Regions from separate parts of the Macaca mulatta genome. Here region 1 is linked to region 2. A link is a contact called in public Hi-C data. All regions are on one chromosome and are shown on one strand. Each heading gives the region's core, a stretch centred on a gene start, on an enhancer-like site or on the middle of the called end of the contact. The rest is flanking DNA. Distances are from core to core; before and after follow the strand shown.

Region 1 (5,344 bases), core at 2,629-5,128, 45 kb before region 2:
AAATCAGGAAACCAGTTGTTATAAAGCAATCTAAAAATGAAGAAAAAAAAAAGAAAAAACCTTATGTACAAACCAAGGGGTGTTTTTAGAACATTGTATAGAAATAAATTCATGTAAAAGGATCAGAGGCAGTGGAGCTACTGATGTGAGCGAGCATGCGGAAAAGGCATTTGGGGAGGTGTCCAAGAATAGTATTTATAAACTGATTAATAGCAGAGTGTGTGTGTGATGAACGAGTGCTTGTGTGATGATGTCCCATGTGTGCAGTTCTCCAGTCGTGGAAGGGTACAGTTTCATGACGTCTCCAGTGAATCCTGGTTGATGAGGACTTCTACATACACATTCTGTCATGGGGGATTGCATTTCCTAAATAGGTGAGAGCAAGGCTTTGGTTGTGTGTTAACCCAACAGCTCAGCTCCCTATGAAAGAAAAATGGAAGCCTCTTGGAAGGATCCACACTCCTGCCTGAGTCTGGAGTAGGGGCTTGCAGTTGGCAGCGTATCCATATGTATGTTTATTGACTTGTGGAAATCATAACCGGTTAAGCGGTGCAAGATTGGTTTATGCAGGAGAGCTGTAGTACTGTGGAGTAGAATGTGATCATGAAACCTGGACTTAAGCTCTTTGCCTACCATCAACCAGTGTTGACCAGGGTGCTGCTTCAACTGTTAGTGAAGGGATTGGACTAGATAACTCTCAAGATACCTTTTTTGAGAATTAAGAAGCTTGCTTTAAGGCTGGGTGTGGTGGCTCACACCTGTAATCCCAGCATTTTGGGAGGCCGAGGCAGGCAGATCACTTGAGGTCAGGAGTTCAAGATCAGCCTGGCCATTGTGGTGAAACCCCATCTCTACTAAAAATACAAAAAAAATGATCTGGGCATAGTGGTGGGCATCTACAATCTCAGCTACTCAGGCTGAAGCAGGAGGATCTTTTGAACCCAGGAGGCAGAGGTTGCAGTGAGCCAAGATCATGCCACTGCACTCCAGCCTGGGCGACAGAGTGAGACTGTCTCAAAAAAATAAAAATACAAATATTAGCCAGGTGTGGTGGCACACGCCTGTAGTCCCAGCTACAGGCTGAGGCAGAAGAATCACTTGAACCTGGGAGGCAGAGGTTGCAGTGATCTGGGATCGCACCACTGCACTCCAGGCCGGGCCACAGAGTGAGATTCTGTCTGGAAAAAAAAAAAAGAGAAGAAAACCTTGCTTTAAGCACTGAAAAAGTGAAAGTTGTGACCAAGCTCCCACATCCCGAGAACTGGTGGTTCTCTGGGACTGCTGGCCAATAGTACTTGTTACCTAGTTGGGCTGGGATAAATAAAGTACACTTAATTTAGTGCTAGATATCCTGTGTGGGCACCTAAGGTGGTCTATCAATATGTTGTGTAATACCAGTGAATGTATCACATATGACCAAATATGCCAGTGTTTCTTAGCTCCCTGGATATTTACTTGCTTTTCCTCCCACTCTCAACAGCTCTTGAAAAGGCTCTAATGGCCCTAACTTCACCAGTATTAAAACTTATTGCAACAACCCTATGAGGTAGGTAGTATTCTCACTGTATAGTAAAACAGGCACAGAGATTAAATTACTTACCGAAAAGCATGACTCTTATAATGAGAGCAAAATTTCCTGGATTCTATTGCTGTATTTTACTACCTGCACACTAGTAAACCTGGGGTTTACGGACTACAGATCCTCTCAGCCCTGATACCCCCACCACTCTACAGCCCCTGACCCCTTTCTCTAGCCTGCTATTACTGTCCAGATAATGTTTCAAATACATCCCTGCAGCCATCTCAAAGCAAAACAAAGCAACTTCCATTCCGCCCCGGGTTGGAAGTTCCTCCTCTTCATGTATTTGGTAGAAATTATATAGCTGAAAGTCTGTCTCATTAAAAACTTGACATAGGCCGGGCGCGGTGGCTCAAGCCTGTAATCCCAGCACTTTGGGAGGCCGAGACGGGGGGATCACGAGGTCGGGAGATCGAGACCATCCTGGCTAACACGGTGAAACCCCGTCTCTACTAAAAAAATACAAAAAACTAGCCGGGCGAGGTGGTGGGCGCCTGTAGTCCCAGCTACTCGGGAGGCTGAGGCAGGAGAATGGCGTGAACCCGGGAGGCGGAGCTTGCAGTGAGCTGAGATCCGGCCACTGCACTCCAGCCTGGGCGACAGAGCGAGACTCCGTCTCAAAAAAAAAAAAAAAAAAAAACTTGACATAAGACATTGATAATTCTTATGAAGGATGTGTGAGGGTATGAAAGGCGTGAGGGGTGGCAGCTATCTCTAAGATGCTATCTTACTAACACCACTATTAGGTTATGGCCTTTGAGTTCTATTTGCCTAGTGTGTTGGCAGCCTCTCATACCCTTGACTGCTTTCCATTCTGATGGAAACCATAGAAATCACTCTACCATAGCTAACTAGAGTGATGGCTGGCAACTAGCTAGCCAACTAGCCCTGTAGTGATAGTGCTGCATCACTCGACCCCTTCAGAATTATGATGCTAACATCACATATAAACAAAAGGAAAACAAAAACATGAGGTTTCCCCCTTAGAGAGTAGCAAGAGGTGCCAGGCACTGTGAATCACGCCTGTAATCCCAGCACTTTGAGAGGCTGAGGAGGGCAGATCGCCTGAGGTCGGGATTTCAAGACCAGCCTGACCAACATGGAGAAACCCCGTCTCTACTAAAAATACAAAATTAGCCAGGCGTGATGGTGCATGCCTGTAATCCCAGCTACACGGGAGGCTGAGGCAGGAGAATCACTTGAACCTGGGAGGTGGAGGTTGTGGAGAGATGGCTCCATGATCACGCTATTGCACTCCAGCCTGGGCAACAAGAGTGAAAATTCTGTCTCAAAAAAAAAAAGTAGCAAGAGGGCAACGTCAGAAGTAATATTTTGGCCGGGCGCGGTGGCTCAAGCCTGTAATCCCAGCACTTTGGGAGGCCCAGATGGGCGGATCACGAGGTCAGGAGATCAAGACCATCCTGGCTAACACGGTGAAACCCCGTCTCTACTAAAAATACAAAAAAACTAGCCGGGCGAGGTGGCGGGCGCCTGTAGTCCCAGCTACTCGGGAGGCTGAGGCAGGAGAATGGCGTAAACCCGGGAGGCGGAGCTTGCAGTGAGCTGAGATCCGGCCACTGCACTCCAGCCTGGGCGACAGAGCGAGACTCCGTCTCAAAAAAAAAAAAAAAAAAAAAAAGAAGTAATATTTTATATGTGAAAGTATTCGAGTATAAAGTACAGGAGGTCGACAAAAGATGTGCAGAATTATAGCATTATTGTCATTATTTGTATTTATAAGTAGAAAGTTGATAATCCTTCTCAAGCTTAAAAAATAATGCTGGGGGAGATGGTGTTTGTGTGAGTGAAAAGAAATGCAAAGGGTTTAAATCTCTCAAGGCTTGATACTCTTCCCCAACTTCCTTAAGAAACTAACTGGCTTGAAAAAAGTCATATTCTGCAAAGAGGGAAAAAAAGCTGTATCTTCCAGTCGCTGAGAAGGGATGTTTACGCAATATAAGCCTAAAGTGAACAGTTACCCCTGCACCGATTGCTATACATTCCCGTTTTGGAGGGAAAAAAGTTTGCCCGATAATGCAAAATGGCGATCTTCAGTGACGTCATACCTGTCTCGGTCGCGTCCTGGGGTCTCTGTAAGGGCGGAAGCGGGCTACAGCTGCCTCACTATGGGCGGTCGTGGCTACCATGCAAAAGGAAAAGTTAGAGCGTCGGGCGGATGTGTACCGGCGGTAACATAGTAAGGGCGGAAGTTCTCCTTTTAAGGGCGGAAAGGCTTTAGCCCCAAAATGGCTTCGGACCCTGTCGCGTTATAGTCACTTCCGGGGCGGATCGGAAGTTGCTTTGTTTTGCTTCGAGATGGCTGCGGGGATGTATTTGGAACATTATCTGGACAGTAAGAGCAGGCTGGAGGTGGGGGTCGGGGCTGTAGAGTGGTGCGGGGATCAGGGATGAGAGGATCTGTAGCCCTTAAGTCTCAATGACGAGAAGGTTACAATTGTGAGGGGGTTCTGTGGCAGGAAATATTGGAGGGTGCGGAGAAAGAGGGGGCGGGGCAGCAGGATCGAGGCCCCGCTGTTGGGGGTAGAGGAGGGAGGGGCTGCGGTGTGGGGGTTAGGGACGTGTCTTGAAGGGCTAGTGTGCACGGCCGGGAAGATAATTGCTGCCCCCATTCTCCAGCGTCTCCAGCCTCTGGGTAGATTTTTTTCCTATAGTCGTTCAGAATCGTTATCACCCACTGTCATTTGGAGCAGCGGTGAAGACCCCTCCTCCACCCCATTCTTCCTCAGAAGTGGCTTCTCGTGGGGTTGAGAGTGGTGGTGGTGAGAGTGGTGGTGGTGAGAGTGGTGGTGGTGAGAGTGGTGGTGGTGAGAGTGGTGGGGTTGAGAGTGGTGGGGTTGAGAGTGGTGGTGGTGAGAGTGGTGGGGTTGAGAGTGGTGGTGGTGAGAGTGGTGGTGGTGAGAGTGGTGGTGGTGAGGGTGGGGTTGAGAGTGGTGGTGGTGAGAGTGGTGGTGGTGAGAGTGGTGGTGGTGAGAGTGGTGGGGTTGAGAGTGGTGGGATTGAGAGTGGTGGTGGTGAGAGTGGTGGTGGTGAGAGTGGTGGGGTTGAGAGTGGTGGTGGTGAGAGTGGTGGTGGTGAGTGACCACTGTCAGATGATGAGCTGGAACGCTTCTCTTCATGGAGTAAAGATCTAATTCCCATCAAATGAAAATCTGGTGTTATGCCATTTATGTAAACCACCCCTGCACAAAGCCTGTCGCCCTATGCGCTTACATTTGTTTTAGGGCCCGGAGTCATTTATTCAACAAATATTTATTGAGTTCCTACTATGGGTCAGACATAATGGCAGGCACTAGGGATAGAAAAATGGGTAAGACAAGGCCCCTGCCCTCAAGAAACTCTCGATCTAGAAGGAAACAGATTCTGCAAGTAATTGTAAAACACTGTGACAAGTGAAATAATGGAAATCCATTAAAAAGGACATTTGGTAGGCAACACTGCAGAAAAGGGGGGTAATTACCTGGCGATGTAGGAAAAGCTTTACAGAGGAGGTGACGTTTGAATAGGGTCTTGAAGGTTGTTTGCCAGTGAGGAGAGAAAAAGGGAATTCTAGGTTGGGGAAAGTGTCTGCAAAGGTACTGTGATAGGTTTGTGGCAAAGTCAAGGGTGTTTGATATTTATGACTCAGAGGTCAGCGTATTTAATATTTATGACTCTAAGGTAAGAAATTGAGAAACGAGACTGGAGAAAGAAGCTGAGGCTAGATTGGACAGTCTTTTAAGCCAAACTAAGAAGTTTGCATTTTAA
Region 2 (4,740 bases), core at 898-3,397:
CGGGTTCACGCCATTCTCTGGCCTCAGCCTCCCGAGTAGCTGGGACTACAGGCGCCCGCCACTGCGCCCTGCTAATTTTTTTCTATTTTTAGTAGAGACGGGGTTTCACCATGGTCTCGATCTCCTGACCTTGTGATCCGCCCGCCTCGGCCTTCCAAAGTGCTGGGATTACAGGCGTGAGCCACCGCGCCCGGCCTCTTCTTTTTTTTTTGAGATAGAGTCTCATTTTGTCACCCAGGTTCGAGGGCAGTGGTACAATGTCAGCTCACTGCAGCCTCCACCTCCTGGGTTCAAGTGATTCTCCTGCCTCAGTCTCCTGAGTAGCTGGGACTACAGGCACATGCCACCTCATCTGGCTAATTTTTGTATTTTTAATATAGACAGCGTTTTGCCGTGTTGGCCAGGCTAATCTTGAACTCCTGACCTCAGGTGATCTGCCCGCCTCAGTCTCCCAAAGTACTGGATTACAGGCGTGAGCTACTACGCCGGCGTGCAATGGTGTACTTGACGCTCACTGCACTGCATCCTCCACCTCCCTGGAGTCAAGTGATTCTCTCACTTCAGCCTCACAAGTAGCTGGGACTATGGACATGTGCCACCGTGCCCGGCTAATTTTTTAATTTTTTAATATTTTTTATTTTATTTTTTTTGAGACAGTCTTGCTTTGTCACCCAGGCTAGAGTGCAATGGTGTGATCTCGGCTCACTGCAACCTCCGCCTTCTGGGTTCAAGTGATTCTCCCTGCCTCAGCCTCCCAAGTAGCAGGGATTACAGGCGCCTGCCACCACACCCGGCTAATTTTTGTGTTTTTTAGTAGAGACAGGATTTTGCCATATTGGCCAGGATGGTCTCGAACTCTTGACCTCAGGTGATCCGCCCACCTCAGCCTCCCAAAGTGCTGGGATTACAGGTATGAGCCACTGCGCCCAGCCTTATTTTTATTTTTTATTTATTTTATTTTTAATTTTATTTATTTATTTTTGAGACGGAGTTTCGCTCTTGTTGCCCAGGCTGGAGTGCAATGGCACGATCTTGGCTCACTGCAACCTCCACCCCTCGGGTTCAAGCAATTCTTCTGTCTCAGTCTCCTGAGTAGCTGGGACTACAGGTGCCCGCCACTACAACAGACTAATTTTTCGTATTTTTTTAGTAGAGATAGGGTTTCACCATGTTGGCCAGGCTGGTCTCGAACTCCTGACCTCAGGTGGTACACCTGCCTCTGCCTCCCAAAGTGCTGGAATTACAGATGTGAGCCACCAAGCGCGGCTATTTTTATTTTTTGAGACAGAGCTTCACTTCTGTTGTCCAGGCTGGAGTACAACGGCACAGTCTCAGCTCACTGCAACCTCTGCCTCCCAGTTTCAAGCGATTCTCCTATCTCAGCCTCCCGAGTAGCTGGGATTACAGGTGAGCACCACCACACCCAGGAATCATTTTGGTACTTTTAGTAGAGATGGGGGTTTCACCATATTGGACAGGTTGGTCTCAAACTCCTGACCTCAGGTGATCCACCCGCCTCGGCCTCCCAAAGTGCTGGGATTACAGGTGTGAGCCACTGCACCTGGCCCTGTATTTTTTTTTGTAGAGACGGGGTTTTGCCATGTTGCCCAGGCTGGTCCCCAACCCCTAGGTTCAAGCGATTGATCTGCCTTGGCCTCCCAAAGTGCCAGGATTACAGGTGTAGGCCACTGCACCCAGCCCAGATTAATTTTTCTGAAGTCACACAACTAGGTAAGTTAGCAAAACCAAGAGTTAAACCTAGGCATCCGAGTCCCTGCCTTCAAGACTGGGCGTTCAACACTGTACTATATAGTCCTGCTGTAGGAACCTATTCTGGCCCAATGGCAGACTTGAGGCTGAGAAAAGATTCAGAAGGCCTGCCAGTGTAGCCCTGTCTCTGTGTAACTTCTGGCTTGCCTTCCTATTTCAGGTCTCTGCTGCTGACGAAAATGTGACCAAACGCACCCAACCCTTGGCAGCCATCTGTCCCTGCAGCCATAGCCCACATTCCCATACCCTCCCTCTGCTTGTTTCGGGACCATGTCTGTACAGCCTCCAGGCCCCAGCCCCGGAGGTGAAGGCCATGCCATGACTCTGGTGTGCCCCATGGCATCCCCAGCCTAGCTCCCATTCCCACTTTGGCACAATGTTGGCCAACAGCTCCTCAACCAACAGTTCTGTTCTCCCGTGTCCTGACTACCGACCTACCCACCGCCTGCACTTGGTGGTCTACAGCTTGGTGCTGGCTGCCGGGCTCCCACTCAACGCGCTGGCCCTCTGGGTCTTTCTGCGCGCGCTGCGCGTGCACTCGGTGGTGAGCGTGTACATGTGTAACCTAGCGGCCAGCGACCTGCTCTTCTCCCTCTCGCTGCCCCTTCGTCTCTCCTACTACGCACTGCACCACTGGCCCTTCCCCGACCTCCTGTGCCAGACGGCGGGCGCCATCTTCCAGATGAACATGTACGGCAGTTGCATCTTCCTGATGCTCATCAACGTGGACCGCTACGCTGCCATTGTGCACCCGCTGCGACTGCGCCACCTGCGACGGCCCCGCGTGGCGCGGCTGCTCTGCCTGGGCGTGTGGGCGTTCATCCTGGTGTTTGCCGTGCCCGCCGCCCGCGTGCACAGGCCCTCGCGCTGCCGCTACCGGGACCTCGAGGTGCGCCTATGCTTCGAGAGTTTCAGCGACGAGCTGTGGAAGGGCAGGCTGCTGCCCCTCGTGGTGCTGGCCGAGGCTCTGGGCTTCCTGCTGCCTCTGGCGGCGGTGGTCTACTCGTCCGGCCGAGTCTTCTGGACGCTGGGGCGCCCCGACGCCACGCGGAGCCAGCGGCGGCTGAAGACGGTGCGCCTCCTGCTGGCCAACCTCGTCATCTTCCTGCTGTGCTTCGTGCCCTACAACGCCACGCTGGCGGTCTACGGGCTGCAGCGAAGCAAGCTGGTGGCGGCCAGCGTGCCTGCCCGCGATCGCGTGCGCGGGGTACTGATGGTGATGGTGCTGCTGGCCGGCGCCAACTGCGTGCTGGACCCGCTGGTGTACTACTTCAGCGCCGAGGGCTTCCGCAACACCCTGCGCGGCCTGGGCACTCCGCACCGGGTCAGGACCTTGGCCACCAACGGGACGCAGGCGGCGCTCGCGCAATCCGAAAGGTCCACCGTCACCACGGACGCCACCAGGCCGGATGCCGCCAGTCAGGGGCTGCTTCGACCCTCCAACTCCTACCCTCTGTCTTCCTTCACACAGAGTCCCCAGGATTCCGCCCTCTGAAGGCACACCATGCCACAGCGCCGTCCGTGCCCGACTCCCAACGCCTCTCGTTCTGGGAGGCTTGCAGGGTGTGCACACAAGAAGGTGGGCTGGGCACTTGGGTCTTTGGGTGGCAACTCCAGCTTAGCAACGCAGAAGAGTACAAAGTGTGGAAGCCGGGGGCCGAGGAAGGCATTGATGCTGGAAATGGCTTCTTTAAACTGTGAGCACGCAGAGGACCCCCGTCTCCAGTGGTGGGAAGTGATGCAGAGAGCCCACCCGTGCAGAGGGCAGAAGGGGACGAAATGCCTTTGGGTGGGCGGGGAATTAAACTGCTAAAAGCTGGTTAGATGGAACAGAAAATGAGCATTCTGGATTTAAACCGCCACAGGGGCCTGAGAGCTGAAGAGCCCCAGGTTTGGTGGACCATGCTACTGAGATGCCTGTTCATCTGCTGACTTCTGTCATGGATGCCACCCACTTTCATTTCGGCCTAGGCTTCCCCTGCTCACCATTGAGACCTAATACAAGAGTTCCATGTAGACAGAACTAGGTTCTTTCTCGCACAGTGACTTGTGACAATTTAGACCTGCACCCAGCATAGGATAGTTGGGGCAAGGCAAAACTGGCTTAGAGTTTCCTTCTCGCCAAAATCCAAGTCCAAACCCTTTTTAGGTTATCCTTTCTTCCATCACTCCCCCTTTTCCAGGCCTCCTCCGTTTTAGATCCTTAATATTCTCTCTCTCTCTCTCTGCTTTGTCCAGAGTAAGGAGAAAATTCTTTCTACTAAAGCATTGGTTCTCAAACTTTTTGGTCTCAGATGCCACTCTTGGAAACTGAGGATCTCAAACAGCTTTGCTTATCTTTTGTTACTTACCATACTAGACATTAAAGCAAATACATTTTAAAAATAAATACACATGCACACATTCTGTTAGCCACGAGAGCAATAATGTCACCACACACACTTCATGAAACCTCTGGAAAACTCTACAGTATACTTGTGAGAGAATGAGAGTGAAAGGGACAAATAATATCTGTGTAGCAGTATTATGAAAATAGTTTGACCTCGTGGACTCCCTCAAAGGGTTGGTCCCTGGATCACACTTTGAGAACCACACTTGTCCTGAAGTATTAGAGTTCATGTCTAACTTCTTCCCAGGGCATTATGTACAGTGCTTTCTATTATTGTGGGGAGAGGGCAGTGCTAAATAAATTAATCAATTCTGATAGTCTTCATGTCTTGGGGTTTTCCTGCGGCCCTAGGAGTAGTACATACAATGGAACACTACCCTGGGCATATCAGAGCAGCAGCCCTGGGGCAGGGATGGAGACGGGGTGGAACTAGTCATATGCTGAGGGGGAGGGAATGGGGCTTCTCTGGGGGAGGAAAAAGGGAACTAAGAGAACTGTGCCATAGCCAGGAAAGAAGAGTTTATGGGGAAGTTAAGAGTGAGATGGAAGGACAGGAATAGGCTGTCCATTCTCAGCACGCT

What was found. A called contact is a pair of places that touch in the nucleus more often than the background predicts.
Region 1: a contact with region 2 is called in a Hi-C map of fetal cortical plate, with 1.8 times the contacts expected there. The contact joins the promoter of ING4 here to the promoter of LOC144329387 in region 2. A contact is called at or near these places in 3 of 14 Hi-C or Micro-C datasets (fetal cortex germinal zone, fetal cortical plate and liver).

Annotation. Positions count from the first base shown.
Region 1 is chr11:7,618,477-7,623,820 of T2T-MMU8v2.0, reverse strand. It overlaps ING4 (inhibitor of growth family member 4), which reads left to right and starts at 3,878. Exons shown (of 7, transcript XM_077953446.1): 1 at 3,878-3,932. The coding sequence starts at 3,896. LOC144332749 (a long non-coding RNA gene) reads right to left here and starts at 2,552. Exons shown (of 2, transcript XR_013400810.1): 1 at 2,166-2,552.
Region 2 is chr11:7,572,043-7,576,782 of T2T-MMU8v2.0, reverse strand. LOC144329387 (lysophosphatidic acid receptor 5) reads left to right here and starts at 2,147. Exons shown (of 1, transcript XM_077953430.1): 1 at 2,147-3,418. The coding sequence starts at 2,147. The coding sequence ends at 3,265.